Regions from separate parts of the Danio rerio genome. Here region 2 is linked to region 1. A link is a contact called in public Micro-C data. All regions are on one chromosome and are shown on one strand. The core of a region is the stretch at or near the end of the contact, and the rest is flanking DNA. Distances in the headings are between cores, read along the strand shown.

What was found. Hi-C and Micro-C count contacts between places; a contact is called where the count stands out from the background.
Region 2: a contact with region 1 is called in a Micro-C map of caudal fin, with 7 times the contacts expected there. The contact joins the promoter of tex55 here to the promoter of si:dkey-251i10.3 in region 1. A contact is called at or near these places in 3 of 18 Hi-C or Micro-C datasets (caudal fin, embryo and an unstated tissue) and 3 of 4 datasets of contacts at active chromatin or transcription factors (caudal fin, embryo and gastrula embryo).

The regions. Positions count from the first base shown.
Region 1 is chr5:73,509,836-73,515,370 of GRCz12tu, reverse strand. It overlaps si:dkey-251i10.3, which reads left to right and starts at 1,722. Exons shown (of 15, transcript NM_001256628.1): 1 at 1,722-1,964; 2 at 3,912-4,005; 3 at 4,254-4,324. The coding sequence starts at 1,927.
Region 2 is chr5:73,677,075-73,682,392 of GRCz12tu, reverse strand. It overlaps tex55 (testis expressed 55), which reads right to left and starts at 2,257. Exons shown (of 3, transcript XM_073951660.1): 1 at 1,889-2,257; 2 at 1,556-1,618; 3 at 1-593. The coding sequence starts at 2,014. The coding sequence ends at 537. It overlaps zbtb20 (zinc finger and BTB domain containing 20), which reads left to right and starts at 4,035. Exons shown (of 4, transcript NM_001080604.1): 1 at 4,035-4,253.

The sequences.
Region 1 (5,535 bases), core at 473-2,972:
AGATTTAATTATTTTATGCTGTCATTTTATTTTTTAAATTTGATTATTTAATTCCCTTTGAGGATATTTTTATTAGGTCAATAAGCTATTCAATTTGTTGATGGTCTGTTTCATAAATTTGCACATGAAAAACACTAGTGTTAAAGTCCTTTTATTTGTATACAGTAACAGTATTTACGACTCCTTGTTAATGAATGCTAATCATATGGAAACTCATAAACTGTAATAAATACTGTATACAATGCACAGCTAGTATACTTTTGTGTACTTTAGCTTTTACTACAGTATTGTAGGCTACATATTTGTAGAAAATGTTTGTAAAAACACCAACATCTTGTTTAAATTATCAAGCCCGTAGCCAGAATTTCTTTCATATGTTTGCTCATTTGTCCTATTTTGTTTACTAAGCCACCATAATTGGGCAAAATAACCCATAAAAATGCTTTAAGATCAAACAGAATCTGATGAAGTTATCTTTCAATATAGACCTACTGTATTGTAGAGAAAACATTTTACAAGGAACTTTTATTCTAAATCTTGAACCTTATTCCTGAAGGAAAAAAAATGTCCAATAACCCTGCTGAAAAAACAGCTTAGTCAACCAGCCAGGTTTTAGGGGGGTTTTGGCCATTCCAGGCTGGATTCCAGCCATTTCCAGCCTGGTCTTATCTAGTCAGGCTTGGAGATGATTAGCTAAATTTGACTAACCTAGTTTGGGAGTCCAGCCAAAACCAGCTACATCCAGCTTAAACCAGGTTAGTCACACTGGTTTTAGCTGGTTTCGACTTGATTTAGCCTGGAAATGGCCAAAACCTCTCTAAAACCATGCTGATCCACCAGCTAAAACCACCCAACCAGTTTAGGCTAAGCTGTTTTTTTTCAGCAGGGAAGTGTGAGGCACCAAAAGCTGTCCATAGTTATACTACTAATTTGGCTATTGTTGTTATCCATATATTTAAATGTTTACAAGAGAGAAAAATCGTCAAGCTCTACATTATTATTATTATGTTAATATGTTTTAATCGTTCAATATTCAAACTGCCAACTTCTGATGAAAGTTGATGTGCTTGATAAAGGACACAATAGGCTACAGTTTTTAATTTATTATATGTAACTTTGTATTTTAAAAATCAGTATTTGTTTTCTTCATATTTCTTTCTTCTAAATCTTTAGGAAATAGTAGCTTGCTACATCAAAAGTGTGGTTATGATGACCATCCCAACAAGCTAATCCAGCTAAAAATTGTGCTTAAAATGTCACTAAATGAAGTATTTAAACCTCATAATTAAATAGAAAATGAAGTGAATAACTGCAAAAAGGTCCACTTTTTGAGAAAAAAAGAACTGGCTACAGGTCTGTTTATACATTAACCATTGTTGCATTACCACAGCATGTACCACACATAATTTAAGTACTTTACTATAATATATTTCAGAAACACTGTAGCATATAAACTGCCCACTGTAGTATTTTTGTGTGGGTTATTTGCAATTGTATGTCTTTTCATTGTTTCACTGATTTTTTCAATCCGTTGTCTGTTGATAATGGAATAAGCTGAAATACGGTTTGGCAGAGATTGGGGGTGATTTTAAAGTGTTTATTAACTCGCGCGGGCCCCTCGGAGTTTTGCTAATGTCCCCAGACGTGCAGGATTAGCACACTATCACTATTCTCCAGCACAGCAGATGGCGCTACCACTTCACAATAGCTGAGCTTCAACCGGCTAGTAAACACACGGAAGACTCAGTACATTGTGAATTCAGTCAGACATACTAATATTTTGTCTTTCAGCATTTCAGGAAACATGACGATCTTTGTAGATTGACGGATATATTCACTTTCGAAGTCTCCGGTTCTCTGAATCATCTCAGAGAAAAGAGAGTCAATAATTATTACTTTTTGCTGGACACGTGGTTAAACTACAGCATGGTCAAGAGGAGCTCTCTTCAGAAAACAACGCCAAGGTTTGCTCAGACTTCATTAACCAAATACTTCTTTGTTGTTATTTTCCAATAGTATAATAGTAAAAAACAGTTATTTTTTCTAGAAGCTAAAACTAGCCTGAAGTCTAATATATTAGCCTAACCTCACATAAAAAATGCTGTAGTACTGCTTTTTATAGTCAACACAGTGTTTTTGATAGAAGTAAAGTGTATTATTATAGTTTTTACACCACTATAAATGCTTTAACACACTAGTATTAATAATAGTGAACTGATAAATTAATAAATACTGCAGTATGCTTCAGTTTTTACTTAGTTTAACTGGTCTATTGTAGGATAATATACAGTTGTACAGAATTGGGTCATTTGTTTATATTGCTATAGTTCTTGTATATTACAGGTAAAAAAGTACTTTAATATTAAAAACACTGTAGTATTTACTATAAATGAATAGTGTTTTTTAATGCGAATGTATCCTGGCTTTCCTCACTGATTCGAGGTAAAGTTGGTTTTATGTTCGCATATTTGTTCATCTTTTAACTGTGACAACTTCTTTATATGTTCTTTATGTTATATGTTTACCATACTACTTTGAGTATTAGTCTGCAATAGCATGCAAGCATGACTTCAAAACAACATTAGCACTATTTAATTAACTAATCAGTGTTGTACTTTGATAGTCAGTGGCTGCTAATATGATTTCCCTATTTAGATTATGCAATGAACACTTTTCTGAAATCATGTTATGCAGAAAGTCTAAATGTGTGAATATAAAACCAACTTTACCTCAAGACTTTCCTATAATATATTAGTAAAAAGGCAGGAGTTGCTTTCTAGAAGCTAAAACCCGCCTGAAGTCTAAAATGTTGGCCTACCTCATATATAAAATGCTGTATCACTGTAAATTATAGTCAATACAGTGTTTTTTTATTTTAGTAAAGTGTATTATTATAGTATTTACACCACTATAAATGCTTCAACACATGCTTTAGTTTTTACTTTAGTAAACTGGTGTATTGTTGGATAATATACCCTGTAGTTGTACAGAATTGGGTCATTTGTTTATATTGCTATAGTTGTTGTATTACAGGTTATTTCAAGTACTTTACTATTTTTTTAAACTGCGGCAAACTTCTTTATTTTGTTTACCATGCTACATTTTTATATTTAGTCTGAAATAGCATGCAAGTATGACTTCAAAACAACATTAGCACTATTTAATTGACTGAAAAATGTTGTACTTTGATAGTCAGTGGCTGCTAATATGATTTCCCTATTTAGATTATGCAATGAACACTTTTCTGAAATCATGTTATGCAGAAAGTCTAAATGTGTGAATATAAAACCAACTTTACCTCAAGACTTTCCAATAATATATTAGTAAAAAGGCAGGAGTTGCTTTCTAGAAGCTAAAACCAGCCTGAAGTCTAAAATGTTGGCCTACCTCATATATAAAATGCTGTATCACTGTAAATTATAATCAATACAGTGTTTTAGTAAAGTGTATTATTATAGTATTTACACCACTATAAATGCTTCAACACATGCTTTAATTTTTACTTTAGTAAACTGGTGTATTGTTGGATAATATACCCTGTAGTTATACAGAATTGGGTCATTTGTTTATATTGCTATAGTTGTTGTATTACAGGTTATTTCAAGTACTTTACTATTTTTTTGAACTGCGACAAACTTCTTTATTTTGTTTACCATGCTACATTTTTATATTTAGTCTGAAATAGCATGCAAGTATGACTTCAAAACAACATTAGCACTATTTAATTGACTGAAAAATGTTGTACTTTGATAGTCAGTGGCTGCTAATATGATTTCCCTATTTAGATTATGCAATGAACACTTTTATGAAACTATATGATTACGGAGAAAGTCTGAATGTGTGAATATAAAACCAAATTTACTTCAATCAGATTTTTTGTCTAGCATTTATGTTTTTGTAATCCTCCACAGTGAAGGTGTAACTTCAGCAATGGCTGCAGACAGTGGAGATGAAGAAGAGCTTTACACTGATCCTGAACAAGCCATCAGTGCCAGCGAAGATGAGGTGGGCCAGCTCTAAATAAAGCTTCATACTGTGTTTAATGACGTGTGCACTTTCTGTCAAACCTGTCACAATCATAACGTTTTAGTTTGCTCGTAAATATTGCAATACGATCCTAACTGTTACTAATATTACAAGACAGATTTTTTTTATGGAGAGACTTTTGTTTTATGGAGAACTCCTCTGTATCTCTTGTACCCGATCCAAGCTGAATGTTTGATTATTCTGTATTTTTTGTTTTCTTTTTGCAGGAGGGCAGTGATGATGAGAGGAAACACAACAAGCTTCTTGAGGCCATCAGTTCTATGGGTGGAAGAAAGAGGTTTGGGATTTTACTCTTGGTCGTGCTAAATGAAAATTAAATTAAATTAAATTTTATTTACTCCATGGTCAGTCTGAGTACTTTAGTCTGATTGGCTGAAACATCAGAGGAGAACTCGCACCCATGGAGATAACTAAATGCTCAGGAGATAAACAGGATTGAACATTTAAAGGGATGGGTTACCCAAAAATGACAATTTACAGTTCATTTACTGTCCCTCAGGCCATCCAAGATGTAGGTGATTTCTTTTGGTAGAACATTAAAGTTTTATGGCTGAATCTGTGGTTTTTGGTTTATCTATGTCAGTGGTTCTCAAACTTTTTTCATCAAGTACCACCTCAGAAAAAAATTGTCTCTCCAAGTACCACCAAAATGAGCAGTATTGAAATACAGTAGCGCAGTGGGCCCAATAAAGCAGCTACAACTCTGCACAGTTCAAAAATACGTGGCAGATTACCTCAGAAATATAGGCTATATGTTATATGTGGCATATTATATCCATCATTTTTGATACATTTTTAAATGTGTGTAGCATGTACATGACATATTTCATTCCTCCGCGTACCACTAAGGGAAGCCTGCGCACCACTACTGGTACACGTACCAGTTTGAGAACCCCTGATCTATGTAATAGCAGTCAATGGTCACCCATTTTAAGGATGAAAGCCCAAATCAATCCACATGGCTCCTGGTGATACACTGAGGTCCTATGAAAGGGAAAGTGAACATTGTTTACAATATTATAGTATTACACAAGCTCACAAGCGTTTGTGCACACCATAACTACCAATATTTGTCTCTAAAATTCCAGGAGAATGGGTGGGTGAGGCGATGTTTGTGGTGTTTGCAGCGATCGAATGTTATACCAAAGTTGGTGACCCGGGGGTGTTGCAGAATGTAGTTATGGTGAAACGAAGCTTTTTGAGCCAGTGAACTGTTCAACTCAATTGTATCAGAAAAAGGCTTGTTACTCGGAGCTTTCTAAATCAGAGCTCTATAAGGACCTCTGCTGGTTAAAGTGTGGGAAAGCACTGTATTGCAAATATGTAAAGTTCACATCTGACCAACTCATTCATGTAGTTGTACAACAATATGAATATCAAAATATTACTGTAGTATTTTACACTTAAGGTATGTTGCATTACAACACAGATGACTGTAGTAAAATCCAAGGTACTCAAAAGCATTTCTGTTTATTGTATTCCAACCAG
Region 2 (5,318 bases), core at 1,008-3,507, 170 kb before region 1:
AGCCAAAATCCTTCATGGACATCTGAGTGCAGAGCAAAAGCCAGCTACTTTTGTCCAGGTGGACATTTTTATGGAAAACACTTGCAAAACGCAAAATATAGTTGTTGCTTTGTCTTACAAAACATGTTTATTTCATAAAACAATAAGAGTGAGTGATAACGCCTGCAAATCGATTCATTCTGTGTCTCGGAAATACAGAGAAAGCCTGTCTGTAATTACTTCTTTATTTAATTTTTATACATTTCTAAAATCTAGCTAGCCACTTGAGTATATCCTGGTGAGATATTTAGACACAAACAGCATTATGAAGAATTCAGCACTGTTTGACTGCTGAAAATAAATGCAAACAGTATCTTCTAAAAATTGTGGCGAAACATGATACATTAAAAAAAAAAAACAGTTGCTTGGAAACAACAACAATGTAGAGTCACTGAATGACTTGCAGCAACCAATACACCTCGTTTCAAGAAATATATAAATAAAAGTACAAACTTAAGAGTCGATTCTTTGCATTGTTGCTTTGCTTTAAGAGTTCTTTATGTTTTGACAAACGTACTGCTCGACTCGTCACGGATTTTGATCTTCATTTGTACCTGCAAAAGTTTTATAAAGTCAGTTATAAGAATGGTTTACAGCTAACTCCAATAATTTCACTAATAAATCAGACTGCATATTTATCAAGTCATATCATTCACAAATATAAACACAGGCATCAGAAACAATTAAGTATTAAAGCAATTCCAAATGTCAACCATGCCATAAAAAAATTATAATAATAATAATAAGTTTTTTACCAAAATAGTGAAACCCTTTCTTTTTTTTGTGTGTGTGTAGGCTTGTATTTGACTACTGTAAAATACTTAAAAATTTCTCTGTCAATGTTTTCAAACAATTATATTTGATTTAAGGTCTCACAAGTGGCAGTTTCACATCTGTCACATCCATAACGGAGAGATGTCACAACCATTATCAAGCTTTACCCTCATAGATGCAAAATATATATATATATATATATATATATATATATATATATATATATATATATATATATATATATATATATATATATATATATATATATATATATATATAAAATCAATGTTTTTTTTTGTTCTATAGTGAGCCAACTCTTATCCTTTTGATTAGCATTATTTCTTTTGGGTAGTGCAGTTTAATTCACAGAATTTATACAAAGTATATTATATATTTTTATTTATTATATGTTATATGTATTATTATATGTATTATTATATGTATTATATTATATGTTATATGTAAACTTACATATTTTTGGTCACATCCATATTGCATCTTTATTTTCCTCATTTAAAATATGAAATATGTTTACAGATTGATATTTTTCTAATCCCATAACTCTGTGGTTGGTTATTTTGGAAAATAAAAACAGATGTTTCAATTTAATACTTTCTCTGTGTATTTATGATTTAGGTTTTTACTGATAATGTCACAACTATAATGCTGGAATTGCTCATATACTGTAGTTATAAATAGATCACTAGCATACAGTGGAAATTTGAAATACAAAACAAAATACCTGCTCTAACATGAACTGAAGAGGATCGTCTGGTCTATCAAAAACCAGTTTCTCTGTGATATCCTGAAATAGCACAAATGAGTGAAAATATAATTCAGTTTTGTACTTTTAAAATGACATTTGTAGTCAATCACCTCCTTTCTTACATTTATAATTTTAATGCGTGAACACGTTTATTAAAATAAAGTGAAACACTTCAATAGTTTAACGCAGCTACATTTTTAGGAACTTCTATTAGTGCTCCTTCGCCATTTTGTGCAAAGCAGTTCTTCACTGTCTACCATTTTCTTCGTAAGAAAATATATGAGTAGCAGCAGCTTTGTTCTTTCTCACCTGAAATATTTGAAGGATATTATGAGTCTCCATATAGTCAACAGAGCGTTCATAAGGGTCCGTAGTACGAACGGTGTCCGCACTTTCGGTGATAAGCACTTTTTCTGATGTATCAAAGTCTGCCATCTCACAAAGTTTACGCTAAAGTCTTCTTTAGCATACGATATACTCAAAAAGTAAGTTGCGAAGTGTGCTTCCGCGAAGCATTATTGCTAATGTACTCAAACAGTTCGCTCTCTAATATCAAGTAGAAATACCTCTGTTTTAAAATAAAGACTAAAGTTTGTGTTTAGTCCGTTTAACGTTAGTACACAACCGGGACCGAGTATATCGAATGTATCTACAGCAGGGGATTGTTTTTGAAATGTCACCCTGTAACCCTTAGCAACTGTATACAAAAGGCTTGGATGATGTCATTGGGCATAGTTTCCCGGGACAGCGCCTTTGATAAAGATTCGTGGGGGGTCTAGAAAACGGTTATTCGGAGAGAACAAAACTACAGTCATGCGGACGAAATGTCATTTCTGCTGTTAATGCCAGTTTTATGCGCTATTTTTGGAGAAAGTACCTCAGAAGACTTCGGGCTAACGTTTACAATGCGCCTGACAAAGAGAAGGAGGGGCCAAACTGCTGTTTCTAGGTTGCAAGTCGTCCTCAGCTGACACCTCGGCCTACAATGGGTGCATTTTATGTAGGGCAGACGGTGTGCGTGTCCCCCGGTGAACCTCTCGGTGAAACGCTGCTGTTCATGTTTACAACCGAAAGGGGGACCTCCATATCAAGAAAAGCGCGCAAGCGGACCGGAAACCTCATACTAAGCGGGATGATATTATGGAGGAGAGGGATTGTTACATGTGACGAAATATTTACGTGTGCCAAGGTCGAACCGCTCCTTTATCATAGTAATATACAGAACAGATACCCACGAATTGGCTTGTTCTATGTAAACATGTCTCTTTGATATTTGCCATCAAAGGTTCCTGCCGGGACGTCGTAAATTATAATTATAACGCTGCCAGACATCGTCATATTCGAGATATATGTAAATTACTCTGTTCATTCATATCTCTGAGACACGTTTGCACGATTACTAGTTCATTTTCAAATTGTAGTGTGTGTGTGTATGAATATATATATATATATATATATATATATATATATATATATATATATATATATATATATATATATATATATATATATATATAAACGCCTGAAAAAAAATCACTTGGGCTTGAAGGTTGATTATTCCTCGTCTAGACTACAGACGAGCGCGCGCGCACACACACACCTGTCATTGTCTAGACTGGGGGGAGTCGGGAGGAGGGGGCACTGCTCAGTGTAGCTGGGGACTCGTGAACCACTATTGCATTATTTTGAGTCCGTCACAACGGCTCTGTGAACGTATTGGTGAACAAAAAACTTCGGTGTCACTTTACACGATCTGATTGGCCAGCAGTGCCGTCAGCAACTCTCCTTACGTTTCCTTGAGGTCAGCTAGGGACGTTAAAAAATAAATAAATGAGAAAATAGAAATGCGTAGAAAGTAAAAGCCAACGGGCGGCGAGCAATCTAGCTTGTTGGTCCCCAAATCTGACGGGCAGCGTCATCATCCAATGTGGGCGCGGATATAATTTGGAGAAATTTATTGACATCCTCCCTAACCAATCTAAAGTAGGCTATCTATAAATGATCAACATGCGGGATTCTCGGATGACTGGCCTTTTGGTCGTGGATGGGACATGGATTTCCCGGAGTTTAATTCGCGCTTGTTTGACCAAATAACGTTTAATTCGTGCTAATGTATGCACTTGACCACGCTCAGGAATCAAGGGGGTGAAAGCAGAAACTCCTCCAAAGGGGGACCTTCGACACACTCAGCGGTGCACTTGTACAGTTAGGAAACTGAGGATGCGTAGTGTCCATGCTGGTTCAAGCACAACAATCGCGACAAGGCAAGAATAGTTTCACTTTCAGAGCCACAATGGAGCCAGTTTCAGCGTTCCTCGCCGCGCGGAAGGGAGGGCGTGCGGCTCACCGATTGGGGTAAAGTCATGTTGAACGATTTATATCACAACCTACGTGCTTCAAGAAAGTCCATTCTGTTCCAATCGCCAGCAGAAAGGCGTGGCTGCCCAAAATCTTCGACGAATAGTGAAAAAATGGGAGGGCACGAGCGAGCTGCGTGATGTCCTCTCCGAAGGTAGGCTGCAGCGTGTGTTTATTGATGAGATGAAAGAAGATGGAAGTGAGAAATGAAACAAAGTAAGGGACAATATTAATAAACTCAGTCCTTGCCTGGGGAAAACCGGGGAAGCTGTGAAGCGCTGTAGCCACTGGAGAAGAAAGACCCTTAAAGCAGCAGGTAAGAAATAGGGAGAGGGAAGGGAGGGGGAGGGTACTTATACTATTTATGTTAGGCTATTTATAAGAGTAATAGCAGTCATTCCCTTGATATGAGCCGGGAAAAACTTAAGCTCGAGCTTAAAGTAATAGCTCAGTCGCAAGACTTTACTCATTGTTCAGCAGTGTTTTATAAGTGAACCAGCTTTAAAGAGGAAAAAGCAAACTTGCTAGTGAAATTACATTTACTTGCGAAAGAATCCCCAGGATCTCCATTCTGAAGTTTTCCCTGAACATCTAGTGCTTGTCTAAATTGTGAAACACAGCAAAACAATTATCTAAATGCTTGTTTGGAGTGACGTCTCAGGTGGAATGACCATGTAATTCCTCGCTCGGTCACTCATTTTATACTAGTTCAAGCTGTTGTCGGGATGTGAAGACTTTGTATGTACTTCTTATGGGTTGTGTTCGTTTGCAGTGCGTTTTAATATTTACGCCAAGTTAACCGTAACAACACTGAACCATGACACGAAAAGCAGAGCCGCTAGGGACTTCCCTACATACGACCAAAATATTTGATAGAATAACACCGCTTTGAACGTGTGTTAAGTGTCAAGTATCTCCAATGGGCTCCAGAATGCGAAGTATTTTGTTTAACTCGAGATACAAGTGATGATTTAAACATTTCCGCCGCTTATCCGGAATCCCAGTATTTTCCGGGCTATTGCTAATATTTTATTGACCCCTGTAGATTTGCGCGCTAGCCTCTGGACTCGGGCTATCTCAGACATAAGCAGAATTGTTATGAATGTTGCTGTTTTTCAGTGGATGTATTAAAAGCCAGCTTGAATTGTAGTTATACTAAAGCTGCGGAGTTTTGTAGGGAGTGTATCTGGCGCTTTACCATGTCCGTTATTTGGCATTATTAAATTAGGATACGCAGGCTTGCTAAGTGACCGAATTTTTTAGTGCTCGCTCCGACTATGCGAAGAAAGCGAAATTTAGTTTCAGTCACAAAACATAAATGCCCATCTGTTCTGGATTCTAATGCTTGTACTTACTGAATGACCTCTTTTTGACTCCGTGT